Regions from separate parts of the Mus musculus genome. Here all the other regions are linked to region 1. A link is a contact called in public promoter capture Hi-C data. All regions are on one chromosome and are shown on one strand. Each heading gives the region's core, a stretch centred on a gene start, on an enhancer-like site or on the middle of the called end of the contact. The rest is flanking DNA. Distances are from core to core; before and after follow the strand shown.

Evidence for each region. Promoter capture Hi-C pulls out the DNA fragments that hold promoters and counts their contacts.
Region 2: a contact with region 1 is called in a promoter capture Hi-C map of liver, with 4 times the contacts expected there. The contact joins the promoter of Ppcdc here to the promoter of Wdr61 in region 1. A contact is called at or near these places in 2 of 39 promoter capture datasets (hippocampal neurons and liver).
Region 3: a promoter capture Hi-C map of liver shows a contact between it and region 1, with 6 times the contacts expected there. The contact joins the promoter of Man2c1 here to the promoter of Wdr61 in region 1. A contact is called at or near these places in 1 of 39 promoter capture datasets (liver) and 1 of 115 datasets of contacts at active chromatin or transcription factors (astrocytes).

What each region holds. Positions count from the first base shown.
Region 1 is chr9:54,732,093-54,736,383 of GRCm38.p6, forward strand. It overlaps Wdr61 (WD repeat domain 61), which reads right to left and starts at 2,457. Exons shown (of 11, transcript NM_023191.3): 1 at 2,383-2,457.
Region 2 is chr9:57,437,776-57,442,066 of GRCm38.p6, forward strand. Ppcdc (phosphopantothenoylcysteine decarboxylase) reads right to left here and starts at 2,339. Exons shown (of 7, transcript NM_176831.5): 1 at 2,295-2,339. Scamp5 (secretory carrier membrane protein 5) reads right to left here. Exons shown (of 7, transcript NM_020270.3): 7 at 3,552-4,291.
Region 3 is chr9:57,128,752-57,133,042 of GRCm38.p6, forward strand. It overlaps Man2c1 (mannosidase, alpha, class 2C, member 1), which reads left to right and starts at 2,026. Exons shown (of 26, transcript NM_028636.2): 1 at 2,026-2,138; 2 at 2,408-2,530; 3 at 2,781-2,904. The coding sequence starts at 2,038. It overlaps Man2c1os (mannosidase, alpha, class 2C, member 1, opposite strand), which reads right to left and starts at 2,539. Exons shown (of 2, transcript NR_102289.1): 1 at 1,798-2,539; 2 at 1,231-1,376.

The DNA of each region.
Region 1 (4,291 bases), core at 1,207-3,706:
GGAACTCAGTTCTTCCCCAGGTAGGTGTTAGGCGTGACAGTAAGTGCCTTTACGTGCCCAAGGCCTTGGTATGTTTTGCACACCACTTAGCTAACAGACTTGCAAAACTTAAACCTTCTCTCTGGTTGTTTTCAAATACATAAAATACACAGCATTAGAAAGAAAACCTAGTATGTGCTCACTCTCTGTGGTAACTATGTTCTATAAAGTTACCACTAGTGGGCAGTATCAGACCATTCCTCTGGAGACTCAGAGGTAGGCCACTGAAAGCCTCTGGGACACATTTTTGTCAAGTGCTCAATATGTAATCACATGCTATGGTTTTGCTTTGTTTTGTTTGCATATGACTCTGTTTGACCATACATTAGTAATTCACTAATACTGAACTCAACCTAAACAGGGCTTATCTAAAATACTTATTTTTCTCTCTAAGACTCATTACAGCTTTCTTGCACTGGGCAAGAACATGGGCTATCACTCCGGCACCATGCCAGAGGGTTACCTTCACCACGGGCTCACTACCAAAACCAAACAAGCAACCAAAACACAAAAATGAGAAGGCATGGCACTAAACCCCAGAGAAAAGACACTTTCTCATAGAGTGAGAGCAGAAACAAGGCAGAAGCGAACTCAGAACTGGGCATCACGTGACTCAAAAGATTCAACACCCTGCACATCTTCTAAAATTATAAATAAATATAATCGAGTATGAAAATTCACAAACAGAATCTAGGCATAGGCTCTATGTGGAAAACAATCTTGTCAAAACATGAAAACCAAACTTATGAGAGCAAAACACACATGGCTCCTTATCATCACATTCTATAAGAATCAGCAAGTCTAAAAGATGCCGCAACCTCAGGACATAAACAACATCCTGCCAGCAGTTCCGTAATCCTAATTGTTTGGAGGTACTAAGCCTGGCTTTCTGGCAAGACCCTGTCTCAAAACAAACAACAATCCCATCACAACATTCTGATATGAAAACACCTGTGATCGCTAAAGCCGTTAACAAAGTCATATTTAATACTTGTTATGTGAGAATATAACATAATGGGAGAATATGCTAAATTTCAACTAGAAATTAACAAATATAAGAGTGTGAATTGTCTTCTAATCCATGTTCACAGCCCCTCAGTTCCATCCTCACTTAACAGGCCGTACATACAGCTCAGACATCTGGGCTCATGCTACCTGCTTCAAATATGCAAACCAAAGACTAACAAATGTTTACCAAGAACAGAAACTCAGACAGACACATGATTTCTAAATAGTCCTGGCCTAAGAGATCTTAATCAGGTGTGCTGACTTGTGACTGTTACTGATTTGTGACTCAAGAACAGGACCTTGCCCAGACTAGAAAGCTCTCCTGACAATTTGGCTCAAACAAGTTGAGACACAAACTGCATGAAGACCAGCCCTCTTAGTGATACTGCCTCCTCTCTGCCCATACGAACCTCACACTTGGCAATAGAGAAAAACGACAATTTTACAAGTAAGAAGGTTTATAGGGAGTCAACTTTTAAAAAGCTACCCTCAAAATAGGGTGTGCAGTTCCATCAGGCTGAACCTTTGAGGACGTACTGCATCAGATCCTATTTTAACTATTATACAGATTAGCTCACTGAACCTTCCTTAACGCCGTTTAGTAGGCACTCTTACTAGCTCCGTTCTTCTGGCTAGAAGAGAGAGGCTTAGAGCAGCTGACGGAAGCGTAGGTAAATACACAGTTCCTACTACTAAGACATGTCTCATGACAGGTAATTTCAGAACCAAGAGAATCCCAAGAGGCCTCTATGCCATCTCTCTCTTTAGGAAAATTTCCAGTTATCGGGGCTGGATTTAAAGGTCCTTCTTCAGGCTTCCCAGAGACTAACCCATGCGTCTATGAAAGTTTCTCAGGCACGTCTGTAACGCACCATACCACATGGTACTTGAAATAAAAGGAACTCACTCTCTGCTTAGTGTTCAATGACGTGAAGCTTGCTACCTAACAGCGTGGCTAACTACTATAGGACTGGTATTAAGAGAGTCCTCTATCTAAGGGGAAACTACTCCCCTCCCCAGAGTCCTCTATCTAAGGGGAAACTACTCCCCTCCCCACCCCGCAAAGAAGCCAACCCTCATTTCCGGGATGCACAAAACATTATCTGGGAGCAAAATTAGTCCACCTATGGGCCTTCTGTCTGCCCTTGGGACTCGTGCCTCGCGGACTAGCCAAGTTAAATAGAGTCACGAAAGCCACCCTTGGACTCCTGGAGCCTCCGTGAACAAACCTGCTGTGGTGGCCTCCAACTCTCCCGGTTCAGTCGCCCTCTCGCCCTAGTAGGCAACAGCACCAAAGACCACCATTCCCCAACTCTGCCCAGCACACCAACTCACCACCGTACAGCCAGCCGCACAGCACGCCTGACGTCAGTGGAGCACGACCGTGGCGCTCGTGGATGAGCTAACGAAGGGGCGGGGCCTCTCCTGGGATGCGGGCGGGACCGGCAGAGCGCCCCCCTGCTGCCTTGGCGTGCGGGGTTGGGGTGAGGGTGGAGCCAGGGAGAGTGGGCGGGGAGTACCTAGGGCAGCCTGCTGCTAACAGGCTTCAGAAAGCTTCTCTGATGACTTCCCGGGTTCGTTTTTTCTTCTGTTTTTTTTTCTTTCTTTTTTTTTTTTTCCCCGCTTTTTCTTCGTCCTCTTTTTCTTTCCTTCTCCTTTCCAGCCCAGCCTCGCCCCCCATCTCCCACAGCAAAAAGCTCGAAAATCATTACAATAAAGGTTTTCTAAAACAACCTAGCTCTGTAATTTTTAAAGTGCCACATTTTAATATTGTTAAAAGTTGTGTGCACGTATGGGAGTGTGCACACATGTCATGGTGTAGAAATGGAGGTCAGAAGACAACTTGAGTGTCTTAGTTGTCTCTGTCACGTGGAGCCCAGGAATGGAACCCAAGTCATCAGGCTTGAAGGCGGCCACTTTTATCTGCTGAGCCATTCCCTATATATTTTTTTTTAATAGCGCATAAATTCAAACCCAGGATGTTGCCTATGCTAGGCAAGCATGCTCCTGCTGGCCTACATCCCAGCCATCTATTTATTTATTTAGAAACAAGTTCTCAATAAATTGCCTAGGCTGGCCTATAACTTACTCTGTAACTCTGTAGCATAGGCAGTCCTTGGATTCCTGCTTCTATTGCTTCAGTCTCCAGTATCTCTAGAGTGACAGGCCTGCACTACCAGGCCTGGCTATAACTCTGTCGTTCAAACTCAAAGCCGAAAAATACCTCAGAGTGCTGTTTCAAGATGCCAAACAGAGAACTGAGAGAATTCCAGTAGAATTTGGACATTGAATTATTCGTGTGCTCTTCAGTGACTGAATAATTATGATGTGAACTCCAGATATGCTTGTTCAAAGACTATATTAAACCCCTACCTTTCACCTCTCTACTGTCAGAGCACCAAGCACATGAGGTCATTAGCATGGTCTACTGTGAAGCAAGAATAACAGGCCTCTTATGTACAATGAATGTCTTTGACATGCAATCAAGACTATGAGTCCTGCCTCAGAATAATATTTATAAATGGATCAATATCCACATAGGATTAAAGGGAAATAATTCCATCAAAATAGCCATAAATATGCAAAATAATAACACACCTACCTGAGCTCAACAGATCTAATACCGTCTGTGATTTCAAAGTATCAATACACATACACAATGCTTTGAATTATCTTCAGTGGTTGTAATAAAATAGGAACAATACTGTGGTTTGATTTAGTGACCAAGTCAATTACTGTTAATGCCTCCTGGTTTATTGTGCACATATGTGATCAAGAAAAACATCACCTTTCTGCTAGAAGTTAAGAGAAATAAAAATATAATTATTTTTCTATCAAAGTTCCTAGATCTCCTCTATGTGTGTTATAGAGCAAATCTGGGAGACAGAGTAACTGTGCATCACTGAGACATCTGTAGGAAGAGTTGTGATCTTGCAGGTCAAAAGACAATGAAAAGATTTCACAATAAAATCAAGCAAAACTGAAGACAGCGGGTGTGACAGAGCTGTGTGCCCTGTCCTGAAAGGCTCTGAAAGTATACCCAGTCCTTCTTTGGAAGGCCATGGCCCCAGGATTCTGGTTCTTCCTAAAAAATGGCTTACTGCTTTTCCAACGAGCTTGGACAGAGCAAACCCAGAGACAGGACGAAGCAAGCAGAGTGACACAGAACAGCAGTGTCACCACGCAGCCCAGAGTCACGTGTGTGTAGAAGCATTTCAGGCTCATGTCTGCCACACCTGACTCC
Region 2 (4,291 bases), core at 1,089-3,588, 2.7 Mb after region 1:
GAGAGAATAGAAACCAGATTATTTAGCCCACATTTGGAAGCAAGGTTGATTTGTTCATCCTGAGTCCCAGGAAAGGTGGCCGGTAGCAAAAGGTTGTTTGCTCTCTAAGATCAAATTCCAGCCAGTTTAGTCTCCTTCTCCATCCAGTTTCCACTAACGCCTTTTGACTTTTAAATGTTTTATTTGTTAACACAGTCAGGATGACTAGAAGCAGTACCTTACCTCCTGGGTTCCTGTCACTCACAGGAACAGCAGAGAAGAGTGGACAAGCAGGCAGCGGGTTATGAGACTGAAGGGTTGTGATTCCTAAGCTCAGGGATGAGGGCGGCCAGCCGTGAAGGTAAAGCACTGCCAGAAACCTGCGCCTTCTCTCTCCTTCAGAGAGACACAAAGATCCTCTGCTTATGTAATAAGTATAACTTCCAAAACACAGTAGCCAGAGAGAAACTTTTGCACACGTAGAAACGGTCCCTATCTGTGCTTCTTCCTAGCTGGTTAACAACGCCCCTTCTGATGCTTCAGAGCACGGATTTTCCTGCACACTTCCTTTAGCTCTGGCAGACAGTTAAGATGGTAGACCACCCTCCATCTTAACCACAGAGCCCACTGGTTCAGACCAAGATAAGGCTGTACATGTTTGCATTCCCTGACCTATCATGCTGGTCCAGAAGTGTCCAGCATTATAATATCTGAACATTATAATATCTGATTCTCTCCCACCACTACTGACCCTCCCAAGAAAAAAACAAAAAACAAGCTTATTTTATCACATGGTGCAATGTTCCCTTTCAACCTCCAGAGTCGAGCTTGAGTCACTCTTGGCCATCCTTGGACTTCAGATTAATTTTTCTTCCCACCCTCATAGACTGAGGTACACATACAAGGGATACACTTGATGCGCTGGCTACCTAGACCAGTCTTATATTCTAAGCTGCATATGCAGGGAACAATTTTTTTTCATATTTTTACTTGACCTTTATTATAACCACAGAACTTACACTTAGTCTTATGTATATTTCAAGAAAAAGTAGGGTTTGGTGGCACATGCCTTTAATCCCAGCACTTGGAATGCAGAAACAAACAGATTTCTAGGAGTTGAGATTCGAACATACTAAGTCCTGTAGCTAGGGCTACACAGTGAGACCCTGAGAGGGAGAGGGAGGGAGGAGAGGGAGGGAAAGAGAAAAAAACGAGGGGGAGAATGGAGGGGAAGGGAGAGAGAAATTTAAGAGAGACACAGAGAGAACACATACACAGCAGAGAAAGAGGCCTCTGTGTGAGACTATAATTCTCTCAGTTTAATCAAGGACAAAGTATAAAATTTCCATGTATACCTACCAGTAATAGAATGGGCAAGAATGTAGCCAAGAAAATGTGACCACAGGATACGGGCAAGACTGTAGCCAAGAAAGTGTGACCACACTGCACCTAAGGAATGCTGGTTGCAGCCAAAATGTTTGGCTTTCCAATGGATGTCTCAAACCGGAAGTAGGCATGTTTGCCTCTAAAGTTACTGCAGTTTCATCTGTACACCTCTTGAGGACACGTGTCAGGAAGATACATCACAGCCTTGCTGGTTCCCAGCTGCTAGAAAGAAGCAGAAGACCCCAGCTCCCAAACACGCATCACTTCCTGCAGCTGGGAATCTCTCCTGCCCACTATCTAGTTCTGGCTTCCAATATTCCAAACGTCGGTGACGGTGACATTTTTTTTTCTGACAAAAACTGCTCTAACTCTAATTTGAAATGCCACTCGGCAAGTTTAGGGTTTAAGCATCTAAATACTGCCAGCGTTCTCCTTTCTCTCGTTTATGATTATAAAATACAATTTGAGGCACGTTGGCTCAGCAAGGTAGCTTGCAGACAAGTCTGAGGCCCTGAATGAGGGCGGGACTTACAGGGTAGAACTGAGTCCTGCAGGTCGTCCTATGACCTCAACACGCACGCTGTGACAGCCACCCCTCTTACAAAATAAACGTAATTTAAAAAAAAAAAAAAAAGTTTGTATTTCGGGGCGGTCCTAAATCTTTGGGAGGGGGGCACCTTATGCTGCAGTTTTTCAAAGGTAAGCGTCAAGTGTGGGTGTCTTTTAAACTAAGGATAGAGCATGATATCTGCGGGCACCGGTGCAGCTGCATAGCCCCCAATTCTGAGACTGGAGTCACACCTATAGCCCCACATCTGACACATTACACATGGACCTTCACGCGGACCCACAGCGACCAGAGGAGCTTCTCCCACCGCCCCACCCGGCGGCACCACCGACACAGCTTTCCCGCCCCTTCCACTGCTCACCAGCTCCAGGATACCCGCAAGTATCGCGGTATCTAGGCGCCTTTCCGGCTCTAAATGACTCCAGAGAAAGCGAGTGATCGCATGGCCTTCTGGGAGTCGTGGTCTATTTCTGTGGCTTCTGGGAGTTGTAGTCATTGGGGCTCCCTGTGCAAGGCTAAAGCCACATTAGGCAGGGGAGCCGCGACATTGAAAGGCTCACTTTGAGCAATCTTTTTCTTTTTTTCTTTTTTTTCTTTCTTTCTTTCTCTCTCTCTCCCTCTTTCTCTTTCTTTCCTTCTTTCTTTTTCTTTTTCTTTCCTTCCTTTTCTTTCTTTTTCTTTTCTTTCTCTCTTTCTTTCTTTCTTTCTTTCCTTTCTCTCTCTCTTTCAATAACTGGCATGTCTGAAACTTAGAACTCTGCCAGCTTCTGCCTCATAAGTGCTGGGATCAAAGGGGTGTGCTACCGTGCCCATTGCTACTTGAGAGGAATCTTGAGAGATGACCATCACAGAGGATCTAGACAACATTCTTAGAGAGCACATCTTTGGCAAAGCCTAGGCACATTCGAATCGTTGTAGTCATTACCCTGCAGCAATCAGAAATTTCAAGAACTTACATGTTCATTGAGCCCACTCAATCAGCTTCAAGAGACCCACCATGGGAGCTAAGGAAGGCCAGTCTTCTAGTCCTAACACTAAGGGCTATGGTGGTTTGAATATGCTTAGCCCAGGGAATTAGGAACAATTAGGAAGTATGGCCTTGTTGGAGTGGGTGTGGCCTTGTTGGAGGAAGTGTGTCACTGTGGGGGTGGGCAAATATATCTTCCTAGCCACCTGAGGCCAGTCTTCTCTTGACTGCCTTTGGAATAAGTTATAGAACTCTCAGCTTCTGTAGCACCATGACTGCTTGGATGCTGCCATACTTCCCGCCTTGACAATACTGGACTGAGCCTCTGAACTTGCAAGCCAGTCTCAGTTAAATGTTATCCTTTTATAACAGTTGCCTTGGTCGTGGTGTCTCTTCACAGCAATGGAAACCCTAAGTCACAGACACAGTCAGGCCATGCGCCTCACTCAGTGTTACAGGCCACTCCTATTTCCTAACTGGTAGTTGTGGCAACTACTTCATGGCCTACTCAGGGCTGCTTCAGAGGAAGGATCACAAAATACATGGTTTTTGGCATCACAGATCCACTCAACTCAATTCCACAACCCTGCTTCACATCCCACATCAAGGCTTCATTGAGACCCACATGGAGACAAGTAACACAGAGGGACATACAGGGTCAAATGATCCCTTTATTATATTCATCCAGTTACACAGATAGACACTGGCTCGGGCAGGTCAACTGCCAATGAGGGGATAGTTTGTGTCTCTCAGAAACAAGGGGCAGTGGGCACCAGGAGAATGCAAAAGCAGGTCACTGGCTGGCGACAGACAGGAGGACTCCCAGCATCCACCAGGCCCTCCCACCCCTCAAGCAAACCATCTGTGCCCGGCCCCATCTCTCTCACTCTCTCCTCATCAAAGTGCATAGTTGCCTGAAGATGCAGCATCCCAGTGCCTGAGCAGCTGGGCCAGACACTGGTGACAGGCTTTCCCAAGGGCAGTGCCAGGCATGGCCAATAGGTGTGAGCCAGGAAAGAGGAGAGGCCGATAGGACAGGAAGTTGACTGGGGGTAACACCCAACAGCTGTGGATGCTAGGCTGGCAGCTGGATCACAGCTTTCCTGGAAGTAACAGAGGACTAAGAGAAAGGGAGCTGGGAGAAGGGAAGAGGAGGAAGAGCCTAGCCCTAGAATCTCTCAGGGTAGCAGGAGCTATGACAACTGCTCTCCATAGAGAAAACAGTAGGGGAGAGAATCAACTAAGCCTAGGGAGTCAACAGGAAAGGAACTTTCCAGACACTCTTGGATTCTCTTACAAGGAAGAAGCTGAAAAATCAAAGCTCAAGGTGGCCTGAAACCAAGTCTTAGGGTCCAAGGCAAACCAATGTGGTATGGTTTTCCAGTCTCCCT
Region 3 (4,291 bases), core at 776-3,275, 2.4 Mb after region 1:
TGTAGAAATTCGAAGGGAATGAATTTTACATTGCTTAGCAACATACACCAACAAATGCTTTTAAAATTGTAGCGTGGGCCTTTAATCTCAGCACTCAGAAGGAAGAAACAGATCTCTGTGAGTTCAGAGCTAGCCTGGTCTACATAACTTCAGGATAGCCAGGGCCACAAAAAGACCTTGTCTCAAAAAATAAGATTAAGAAAATTTTTTACATTTATTTGTATGTGTGCACATATGCATCAACGTGCAAGTGTCAAAGTCAGAACAACTTGTAGTCAGTTCTAGGACTTGAATTAGGTTTCAGGCTTGGCTGCAAGCGCATTTATTTGTGCTAGTATCCCCATCCATCTCACTAGACTCCACTTCTTAAAAGTTACATTTAAACGTGATCCATAACATTGGGGTGGGGTGGGGGCTCAAATGTGGTTGGCCTGGACTTTCTGAACAACAGACTAGCTGTCATAGAATTCGACAGCCATCACCTAGCAAGTCATAACCAGGTATTTTATCTTCCATTTAAAAATCCTCAGTCCTGGGGTCAGTGAGATGGCTCAGCTGGGTATGGTTCTTGCCACTAAGCCTAAAGACCTGAGTTTTGAGCCCCAGGCCCCACATATCCCACCCCCAACCAAATAAATTGTAACAATGTTTTTAAAATCCCCAACACCACCATAAAGAAAAATAATTTGACTTCTAGGTTTTCAAAAGGTGGCACAGTCCTTTAATCCCAGCACTTGGGAGGCAGAGGCAGGGGGATTTCAGAGTTCAAGGCCAGTCTGGTCTACAAAGTGAGTTCCAGGACAGCCAGGGCTTATACAGAGAAACCATGTCTTGAAAAAAAAAAAAAAAAAAAACTCATGAATTTTGCCTTGGACTCCTGAATTCTGGGAATACAGGTGTGTGTCACCATATCCTGCTTTTAGGGTGTTTTTCTCATAGGAGGACAAGGAAACTTGGAAGTAATCAAGCCTAATGGGAAAATGTAGGGCAGTGGCTGAGGCAGCATGCCAGGAAGAAAGGGTCTGGCTTCCTCAGCTATGGTTCACCTCTCCCCCTCTATTTCCTTAAGACTGCTGGCCTAGAAGGATGGGGAGCATGGGTCTGACCAGCAGCAGCCTTGGCAGTTGCTACCTATGTACTATGTACTGCACCTCCCTGCAGGTCAGGGTAAGATTTCAGGGCCCTTTTAGGAGAAAAAGTCCTTGTGACCAATAAAACAAGGGACTTTGCTCAAGTTTTGACAAGTTATTTTAATTGGCATTGTATATTTCTTACTTGATCATTTTTCTGGGTAACCTGCATTTGGAATGTAAACCTGGTTATTTCCATTAAAGCAGGCTAGTTAGATTCCTCCTGTATTATTTTCTTCCAGACTCCTGCAAACGTTAAAGCTGGAGGTTAGCATTCAAACTTCCTTGCACTTGTTGACCTGCGTTAGATCAAAATTCTGGACATTGGGGTAATGGGCAACGGTGATGCATGTAATGTAATGGAGGATTACTGGTGTGCAAAGCCCCTTTTCTGTATTTCTGAAAACACCCGAAGTAGCCTTGCGCTTTTCATATTATGCAGTTACCAATGCTTGAGTAAGTGAAGAGAATGGAAAACTAAACCTTTCCCATGCCCTTCCAGGGGTTCCCTCCCTAGCCCTTCCTTCAGAATACCAAGTAGCTCAGGCTGTACTCAAAGGCGCTACATTGTCGCAGATTACTCCAATTTACACTTCCTGGTCTGTGAACTTTGTGCATCCTAGGCAAGCACTCTCCCTACCGAACCACACCACCAGCTCAAACTTACCATTGTATTTTAAAATAATTTACCCAGCTGTCTGACAGCAAGGCTGAGGTGAGAACCGCGAAGGCTCAGCTTCCGGGTTTCACTGGGAGGCTCCCCAGAGCCAGCCTCTTGCAAAAGCCGTGGTGTTCCCAGAAAAGCTGCTCGGGTCTGTAAGCTGGTTGGATGCCGGAACCTTTGGTTCCAAGCGGTGCAACGAGCCGGCAGCACCAAGGATCTTCCGGGGAGGGAAGGCGCATCGCCATGGCGGCAGCGCCGTTCTTGAAGCACTGGCGCACCACTTTCGAGCGGGTGGAGAAGTTCGTGTCCCCGATCTACTTCACCGACTGTAACCTTCGCGGCAGGTGTGGTCCTTGGCCTACCACACCCGCGCGCTCTCCCCTTCCCTTCCGGAGGGAAACCCAGGCCGTGGCCAACCGGGCCGCGGAACAAAGTTCCCGCCACTGCCAGGCCAGGGGCTGGGGAGCGAACGGTAGAGGTTGGTCTGTGCTGCTGAGCTGCCAGGCAGTCCTCACGGCCTTAGCCAAGGGAGAGCGTTTCCCCAGCCATCCGCTGGCTCACGGGTGGGACAGGGGCGGCTTCGAGCATGCGCCCATCAGCTGCTCCTGCCCAGGCTCTTCGGGGACAGCTGCTCGGTGACACTCTCCAGCTTCCTGACGCCCGAGAGGCTTCCCTATGAGAAGGCGGTGCAGCAGAACTTCAGCCCTGCGCAGGTCGGCGACAGCTTCGGACCCACGTGGGTAACGCCCAGTTTGGCGAAGCTCCGCCCCACGACCAAACCCTAGTCTGCTAGATAGCAGAGTGGCGCCCTCTGCTGAGAGAAGCTCCTTTATCCTTCGGCGTCTTCACTTGAGTATTTTCATCCCTGCTGCCTCTCCCCCTTTCCCTTTATTCTTTGACCATTTCTCTGATGCTGCACATGCATGGAGAACATCTTAAAGCCGAGGGTTTCCACTCCTAGGCCCATCAAAATGGCTCTCTTACAGATGGTGGACCTGCTGGTTTCGGGTAGAACTGGTCATCCCTGAAGTTTGGGTGGGCCAGGAAGTTCATCTTTGCTGGGAAAGCGATGGAGAAAGCCTTGTCTGGCGTGATGGGGAACCTGTCCAGGTGAGGTGTCCTCTCTTAGAGCCAGATACTGCCACAGATTAGCCTGGTTTTTGGAGAAGCCACAGCTGAATGAATGGGTCTCCAGAGTAATTTCATGATTTCGGAACTGAGGAAATTGCCAGTGTTTAGACACACCCGAAGAGGTTATCAGATCCCATTACAGATGGTTGTAAGCCACCAGAATTTGGACACCAGTGTTATAAATCCCCAGTTTTCATAAGCTAGTTTTATTGTGTATAGTACATATGTATTGGGGGAAACTTCAAATCATTCTAAAATGATATAAAGTAAGGTATTAAGTTATCTTCCCATGAATAATGAATTTCTTTTAACTGCACTTCACATTCCCCAGATGTTAAATGTTAAATGTCATACCAGGTTTAATCTTTGTAATGCTATGTGATGACACTTTATATCCATTATAGATTTTAAAAAACTAAGACATTTCTTTGTTGGTCCATGCAGCTTCCGTTTCAAAGTCCAGTAACTGGGTCCTAAAAGAAGTCAGAGCCCTAGCCGGGCGTGGTGCTGCACGCCTTTAATCCCAGCACTCGGGAGGCAGAGGCAGGTGGATTTCTGAGTTCGAGGCCAGCCTGGTCTACAAAGTGAGCACCAGGACAACCAGGGCTATACAGAGAAACCCTGTCTCGAAAAAACAAAAAAACAACAAAAAAAAAACAAACAAACAAAACAAAACAAAAAAAAGAAGTCAGAGCCCTATCCAACTTTCTTCTCTTCGATGGCACCCACCTAACTGAACACTGAGGATGAACCAATCTATCTCAAACTCCTTGGGCTTCTTTTTTAATTAATATAACCCAGAACCACCACAAATTCTAGACAAATGTTCTCACCACTGAGCTAATCCATCTCCCACCTCCCGTTTAATTCGAGAAAGGGTCTTGCTGAATGATCCCTGATAGTAGCCTTGATCTTGTTATTCTCTACCATGGACCTCCCAAGTAGCTAGAATTATAGACCTGTATTAATATATCTGCCTCACTCCATGGGGTTTTCTTTTATATATTCATGGGTAAAAAGGCTACCAGAGGGGGTTGGAGAGATGGCTCAGTGGACTGACTGCTAAGAGCACTGACTGCTCTTCCAGAGGTCCTGAGTTCAAATTCCCAGCAACCACATGTGACTTACAGCCATCTGTAATGGGATCTGATGCTCTATTCTGGTGTGTCTGAAGACAGCATACAGTGTACCAATACATACATTAAATAAATAAATCTTAAGAAAGAAAAGCTACCAACCAGGCCTCCTAATCCCTGCCCAAGATCCTTCCCATAAGACCATCTGTAGGGACCTTGAAGTTAACCCAAGACACCCCAATTCAGGTTCTTTGCACAAATGAAATTGATTTGTTTCAGAGGGCAGAGAA